2 separate regions of the Callithrix jacchus genome follow, and region 1 is linked to region 2. A link is a contact called in public Hi-C data. All regions are on one chromosome and are shown on one strand. The core of a region is the stretch at or near the end of the contact, and the rest is flanking DNA. Distances in the headings are between cores, read along the strand shown.

What was found. A called contact is a pair of places that touch in the nucleus more often than the background predicts.
Region 1: a Hi-C map of skeletal muscle shows a contact between it and region 2, with 2.1 times the contacts expected there. The contact joins two enhancer-like sites. A contact is called at or near these places in 2 of 3 Hi-C or Micro-C datasets (induced pluripotent stem cells and skeletal muscle).

The regions. Positions count from the first base shown.
Region 1 is chr9:121,704,986-121,707,975 of calJac240_pri, forward strand. No RefSeq gene overlaps it. Among named protein-coding and RNA genes, the nearest start is that of SUDS3, 270 kb to the left of the region's middle. Within about 2 kb of position 1,631, at least 1 of the 16 cell types and tissues checked has an H3K27ac peak or open chromatin away from gene starts, as enhancers often do. A contact at or near this core is called in skeletal muscle, where this site is marked.
Region 2 is chr9:121,468,597-121,471,957 of calJac240_pri, forward strand. SUDS3 (SIN3A corepressor complex component SDS3) reads left to right here. Exons shown (of 12, transcript XM_002753054.7): 11 at 610-694. Among named protein-coding and RNA genes, the nearest start is that of SUDS3, 35 kb to the left of the region's middle. Within about 2 kb of position 1,990, at least 1 of the 16 cell types and tissues checked has an H3K27ac peak or open chromatin away from gene starts, as enhancers often do. A contact at or near this core is called in skeletal muscle, where this site is marked.

The DNA of each region.
Region 1 (2,990 bases), core at 381-2,880, 240 kb after region 2:
TGGCTTGCCTGAAATGATGCCTTGAGAGTCACTTTTTGGGTTTTAAGCAGAAGTTACAAGGGGGTAGCCTGTACCCCAAATCCAGTTCATTAGCACATTTTGTCTGTTCTGTATTGGGTTATAGAAGTTTGAATTTATTGCCTACATTCAAAACTTGGGATGCTTCATGTAAAAAGCCATATCTTCTGCTTCTATTAAAAAATCAGTCCTCTTGGCAACTCTGGACTTGATTCTGATGGCACGGGTTGTCTGGAGTTGACTAGCTGTTCCCTCACTTAGGACATGTCCTTTAGTTCTCCCCGAGGCCCTGCCAGGTCTGCTCCAGTCAACATTTCTGTTATCAGCCTGGTTCTTGAGTTTGCAACTTCTCTATTATCTCACAGTTCACTCATTCAATCATTTATTCATTCAGCAGATACTTAAGTGTTGATGAAAATGGGAGATTTGAAAAACATTACACATGCACTCTAATCTCGAGTTTGTAAAGTGGTTGAGTAAAAAGGGACATACACATGCAGTCAAACCTTAACAAATAGTAATCGATTGATAACAAAGTTCAATTGTAGCGGGTTAAATAGTGTCCTCCCAAATTTATGTCCACCCAGATCCTCAGAATGTGACCTTATTTAGAAATAGGGTCTTTGCAGATATAAGATGAGCTCATACTGGATTAGGGTGGGCCATAAAGCCAATGATTGGTGTCCTTATAAGGTGAGTAGAGAATAGGCCCTGCACGGTGGCTCATACCTGTAATCCCAGCACTTTGGGAGGCCAGGGAGGGTGGATCACCTGAGGCCAGAAGTTTGAGACCAGGCTGACCAACATGGAGAAACCCCATCTCTACTAAAAATACAAAATTAGCCGGGCGTGATGACCTGTAATCCCAGCTACTTGGGAGGCTGAGGCAGGAGAATCACTTGAACTTAGACGGCAGAGGTTGCAGCGAACTGAGATCATGCTGTTGCACTCCAGCCTGGGCAATGATCGAAACTCTGTCTCATAAAAAAAAAAAGGTGGTTGAAATTATGCTTAAACTCTTTGTGGAAGGGGTGAGATTTGAACAGAGCCTTCAAAAACCAATAACAAGGAGAAAAAGAAGGAATCAGCCAGGCAAGACTATATCGTAGTGACAGGTGTAAGTATTGGGGTCAGACAGGTCTGGACACCAATCCAACAGTATGATCTCAGGCGTCAGTGAACATCTTCAAGCCTTCCTTTCCTTGTCTGTAAAATGGGAACAGTAATATTATGCATGTTTGTAATGAGGATTAAATAAAGTATGTACAGCACTTAGTAGTGCTGGCAATTAATACATGCTCAATAAATGGGATATTATTATTATTTTGAAAGGATGTGTGGATGACGGGCCCCGTTAGAGACAAATATACCATAAGGCATGCCACTTATTAATTCTTCCCAGCATTTATGCTGGAGTCTCCACTCGCCCTTCTAAATTCACTTTCTCTTGCTCCTTCCCACCGTGTTCCTTGGAAGGCTAACTATACAGACAGCATCAGCCAAGCTCCCTCGCCCTCTGGGCTCTTGCTGAATTCAGCCAAGAAGGAGGCAAGTGGCAGGGGATTTACGGAAAGGAGAGAAGGATCAGGCATTCTCCCTACCTGCTGCCAACTCCATTCGTGTGTATGAAGCAAAGCATGTCTTTTTATTCTGATACTTCAATACCTTGGAGCCTTGCTGAGTCTAAACAGAATGCCCCTCCCAGGGCTAGGCAATTCCTAGAGAGTGCAAACAGCTCACTCCAGGACTGCAACTTCTATTCGCAAACTCACGGATACAAACCCATCCCCCTACACATTTCCAGGTATCAGCCTTCCACACTCTGGACCACTACCCGCCTGCCCTTATCACCCGAGGGCCCAGTACCGAGAACTAGAGTTAGCCTATGTGCCCCAGAGCATACTGAAATTATTCAGACGACCCAATACTACACCTGCTTATCCTGCCTCACCCGTTTCTTCCCTCAGAAATCACAATAAAGGCTCTTTCTTTTTTTAAAAAAATTTTTATTTTACTTCAGGTTCTGGGGTACATGTGCAGGTCATGCAGGGTTGTTGCACAGATGCATACATAACCAGGTGGTTTGCTGCCTCTATTCCCCCTTCATCTACATCCAGCATTTCTCCCCATGTTATCCCTTCCTACCCTCCCCCACTGCTGTCCCTCCCCTAGCCGCCTACCCTACTGCTTACGTTTTCTTCCTGCTTCCTCTGCCTCTTGACCGGTCATGGTGCTGCCCCCATGTGGCCCTGCATGGCATCGCAAGCTCCCTCCATTTGGATCTGTGAGTAACAAACTATATTTTAATGGCAGGTAGTCATCACCATACCTGAATATAGTAACACCTATATTTTAAAACACCCTTCTGGGCTGGGATTTGACAATGGCCATGTTCTTCTACCTGCGGCCACAGCTTCTGTTGTACAGCTCTTGTGAGGTTCTGGTCTCACACTCTTCCCCCTCAACCCTTAATGCTTTCCTGGTGGTAACAGCTTTCTTTGCTATTGTTAGTCTCGGAGTGGTTCCGTATTCCTCACTAGTTCCACCAATCATTCCCCTGCCTCTATAAATAGTCCTTTCATTGAATAGCCTTCAAATGACTCTTTGAGTATGCCACCCAGGGCCATGAGTGACCAGGGCCATGAGTGATCAGCACTTTTAAGTTTCCACAGCATTCTCACATCCTTCATACCTGAGATTTACAGTCTTTGTGAATTGGGCAGGATCACTCTCATTTTGCCAGTGGGGAAACACATATTCTGAGGGGTTAAACCAACCTGCTCAAAGTCCATCTTCCACCTGCATATCTGGTACTCTTTCCAACTTGTCCCACTCACTGGGTCTGTCTTGTTCACTGTTGTATATCCAACTGCAGTGCCCGGCATGGACTCATTACTCAGTTAGCATTTCTTGAACAGAATAAAACAAATGAACAGAAAAGATCTTGAAGGAATGGAACGGAAGATGGGGAA
Region 2 (3,361 bases), core at 740-3,239:
CCCCACTGGATTTGAAGCTCTGTGATAGCAGGGGCCTTGTGGCCTTTTTCACTCTCTGTCCTCAGTCTCCAGGATGGTCAGTGGTACACAGTAAGTGCTTAATGAGTATTTTTGAATGAGTGACTAAAGGGTTAAAGTTAGTCTTCCTTCTTGTTGGTGACTTATTTGGACAAATAGAAAATAAGTAACAGTTGCTCAAACCTATTTATTTGTTTTGTCTATCCAGCCTTCTTCAGTGTTCTGGGGTGGGGCCAGAAAGAGGGAACAGAGTTTTTATCTAAAATTTTTTAATTTACTTTTTGAACTGGGTCATATAGTCCAAATGAAAAGGAAAAATATGTAGTTTTCCAACCCTTTCTTCAGCCTCTCTTTTCCCCCTCTGTAGAGGGACCAAGGAATACAAGCTTTAGATCCAGAAGAAGATCAGGTGGTCTTCTAAGGATGGCAGCGTTTCAGTTAAGCCCTTGGAAATACAGGCTATTCCTCAATATAAAATATTAAGACTTCTTTAATGATAATTTTTGTTGTGATGCTGTTTTCCTTTTGTTTGGTTTTTACTTCCGCTCTCTCTCCCTCCCTTTTTACAAATGTGTGTCTTGTTTTTGTCAGGTACCACAAGAGCCAGGCCATCTATCTGGAGTCAAAGGACAACCAGAAACTGAGCTGCGTGATCAGTTCTGTAGGAGCCAATGAGGTGGGAACCACACTCCCTCACTTTTAGGAAAGCAAAGTGTGCACTGTGAAGTGTCGATATGAAAACCTGAAGTGAAAGTGCCACCAAGGAAGTACAGTGGAGTCATGTCTTCTATGTAGGGTAGATTCTAAAGTCAAGCAGAAATTGCACATGGTCAGAATCAATCTTGAAAAGCCCTTACATTTGCTTGACTGCAATATATGCAGACTTGTCTATTCCATGGGGTATTTTTGAACTTCTTGCACAGCTACTTATTTGGGAACCACGGAGCTAGATTCCAGGAAAGAACAAAAAGCAAGTGTGTATGGTGTCTATACATTCAGGTACTGCTTCTTTTTAAGGTAACCATCTACTGAGAATGGAGCTTGCCTGTGGAGCATGTTCCCTCTTGGTTTTGTTTCTCTAGAACTTTTACACATACCAATAGATTTGTTTCTTGCTGTGAGGATTGAATGAGGCACCTGGCACAGGGTCTAGCACCCAGTTAAGTGCTCACTAAATGAGTGCTGGCCTGAAACGACCCACTCGCCACTTGCCTGCTGTCTCTTCCAGCTGAGGTGTCCTGTCGTGCCTCTGAACAAGTTGCCAGGCTCATGCCCTTGGTTTTGGTCTCCTCGAGACACTCCTGTAGGATGGGGTCTGGTTTAAAAGTCAGCTCAGAGGGTTATACCTGAGGATGATGTGACTGCCCTCTGAGTTCTCCAAGTGGTCCTTCATTAGGAGTATGTCAGCAACATGTAACTTAATGTTGTTAGTTAAAAAAAAAGTTTAAAACTTTAATAGCTGGATTGGCTTAATGTTTTATCAGTTCTCAAATGTCTGCAAAGAAATAGATTTTTATGTGTCTAACCTCTGTAACTTATTCGTGCCATTGCACAGTAAATCTAATGAAACTGGATTATGAAATAACTTAAGCCTCTTCTATTCTTCCAGTTTCCTGAATTGAAAATGCCCCGAAGTGTGACTAGTTTGCAAAATGATTATTTACTTAGAAGTTAGGGAGAGCCTTCTAGATAAATGAATGCCATTCTTCTCTGGGCTGAGGATCTGTGTGAGTCCCCTCAAGCCAAGTCAGAACCAGAACAGGGAATCAAATAGACCTGTTCCTTAGTTAGCTAAGAGGTGTCACAATTTCATGATAAGCATTTGCACCTGGCTGTCTGGGTTGTTCCAGAAAGCACATGGCCTTCTAGTACCTGACCCTAACTTCAGAACCAGTGCATTATTCTCTGTGATATCTCAAGGTTTTTCAGAAAAATAGAAATGCAAGTTAGTTTTTTTCTCTCTTTCTGCTGACTCTTGTCACTTCTTGACATACAGTGAGATCTGACAAACAGTGACACGGAAACATGTCTCCTGGAGGGGAGAAGCCTCAGTGCATTGAAGACATGCCACTCTGGCAGTGGGGAAACAGTTCTCATTTCTTGGAAATGTTCCAGCTAATTTTTCATATCAAATCCTAGGTGACACTGGAGCTACTTGGCTTGACTCCGAGCAGGTTTGGTGGGTAGCTCTGAGTGTGTTGATGACTCCCTGACTTAGCCTCTCTTGAGATCAGGTTTTCAGTTTAAAATGATTCTGCAGGGTCCTCTGGAGGCTTAGCTTCCTGTGAGGTCTTTAACTTTTTAAATTTTTAAGCCAGTGTATTTGACTTTAAAGTCTCTCTACTGCTGAATAATCACATTAAAGAAATTGAGATAAAACTGAGAATGAGCTTTTTTAAAACCTGAAAATTGAGTCCAGGAAGGAGGAGATACATCTGTAAACTCGTATATATGGGTGAGATGTAGACTTTTAAAAACTCTGCTTTTGGCTCCATTTAATTGCATGTTACAGAAAAAGAGACAAGAAGAAGCCAGAGACTGCTTTAGTAGAGAAGAGCCAGGGGCTTTGATATCAGCTGCCAGAATTCACATTGTGATAAGTGACTCAGCCTTGCTGAGCTTTGGTTTCCTCTTCTTTAAAATGGGGCCAATAATAGTACTTATTTCATAGGGTTGTCTTGCAGCTGATAAAGCTCAGCCTGATCAGCACGGTGTCTGGCACAGTCAGAGCTCAGTGACCCTGACTCGGGGTCAGGTGACTGGCAGCAGCTCCCATGTTCACCCATGGCTTTAGAATGCCCCTTATCCAGTGCACTTGTCAGCCCTGGCAGCCCCCTCTTGCAAGAGTTCATTCTCAATTCTACAGAAGAATACATCTGCCCTGTAAAATGCACTGTAATCTGATACCATCGGAGGTAGAGGGGTATGGTGAGGAGGGAAGGACTCTTAGAGGTGCTTCAACCTTCTGGTTGAAGAATGAATTGCAGATAAGTTTCTTTACTCTTCCACTGGGGTAAATATTGACTATCATCGCACCCTCTTTTCTCTAATGTGAATGGATTTCTGTTGAGGTATTACATTTGTCCTTTATAAGCATCACTACCTCAGTTTTCATCCTCTTCTCTTATGTCTCTTTCTTGAGATTTCTTGTGTCTCTTCTCAGACAGACTTCTCAGGCTTCTTTTTTATTTCTTGGTTTTCAAGGACAAGTGTTTATTAGCTTCATTTTATTCTTGACACAGTTGTCCTTGGTTTAGTCTTCATTTGTCTTTGGTTTACCATGTTTCTTTCCTGACTGGGCCTTAGCTCATTAGTGGGCATTTTTCTATTGTTGTTACTTGTC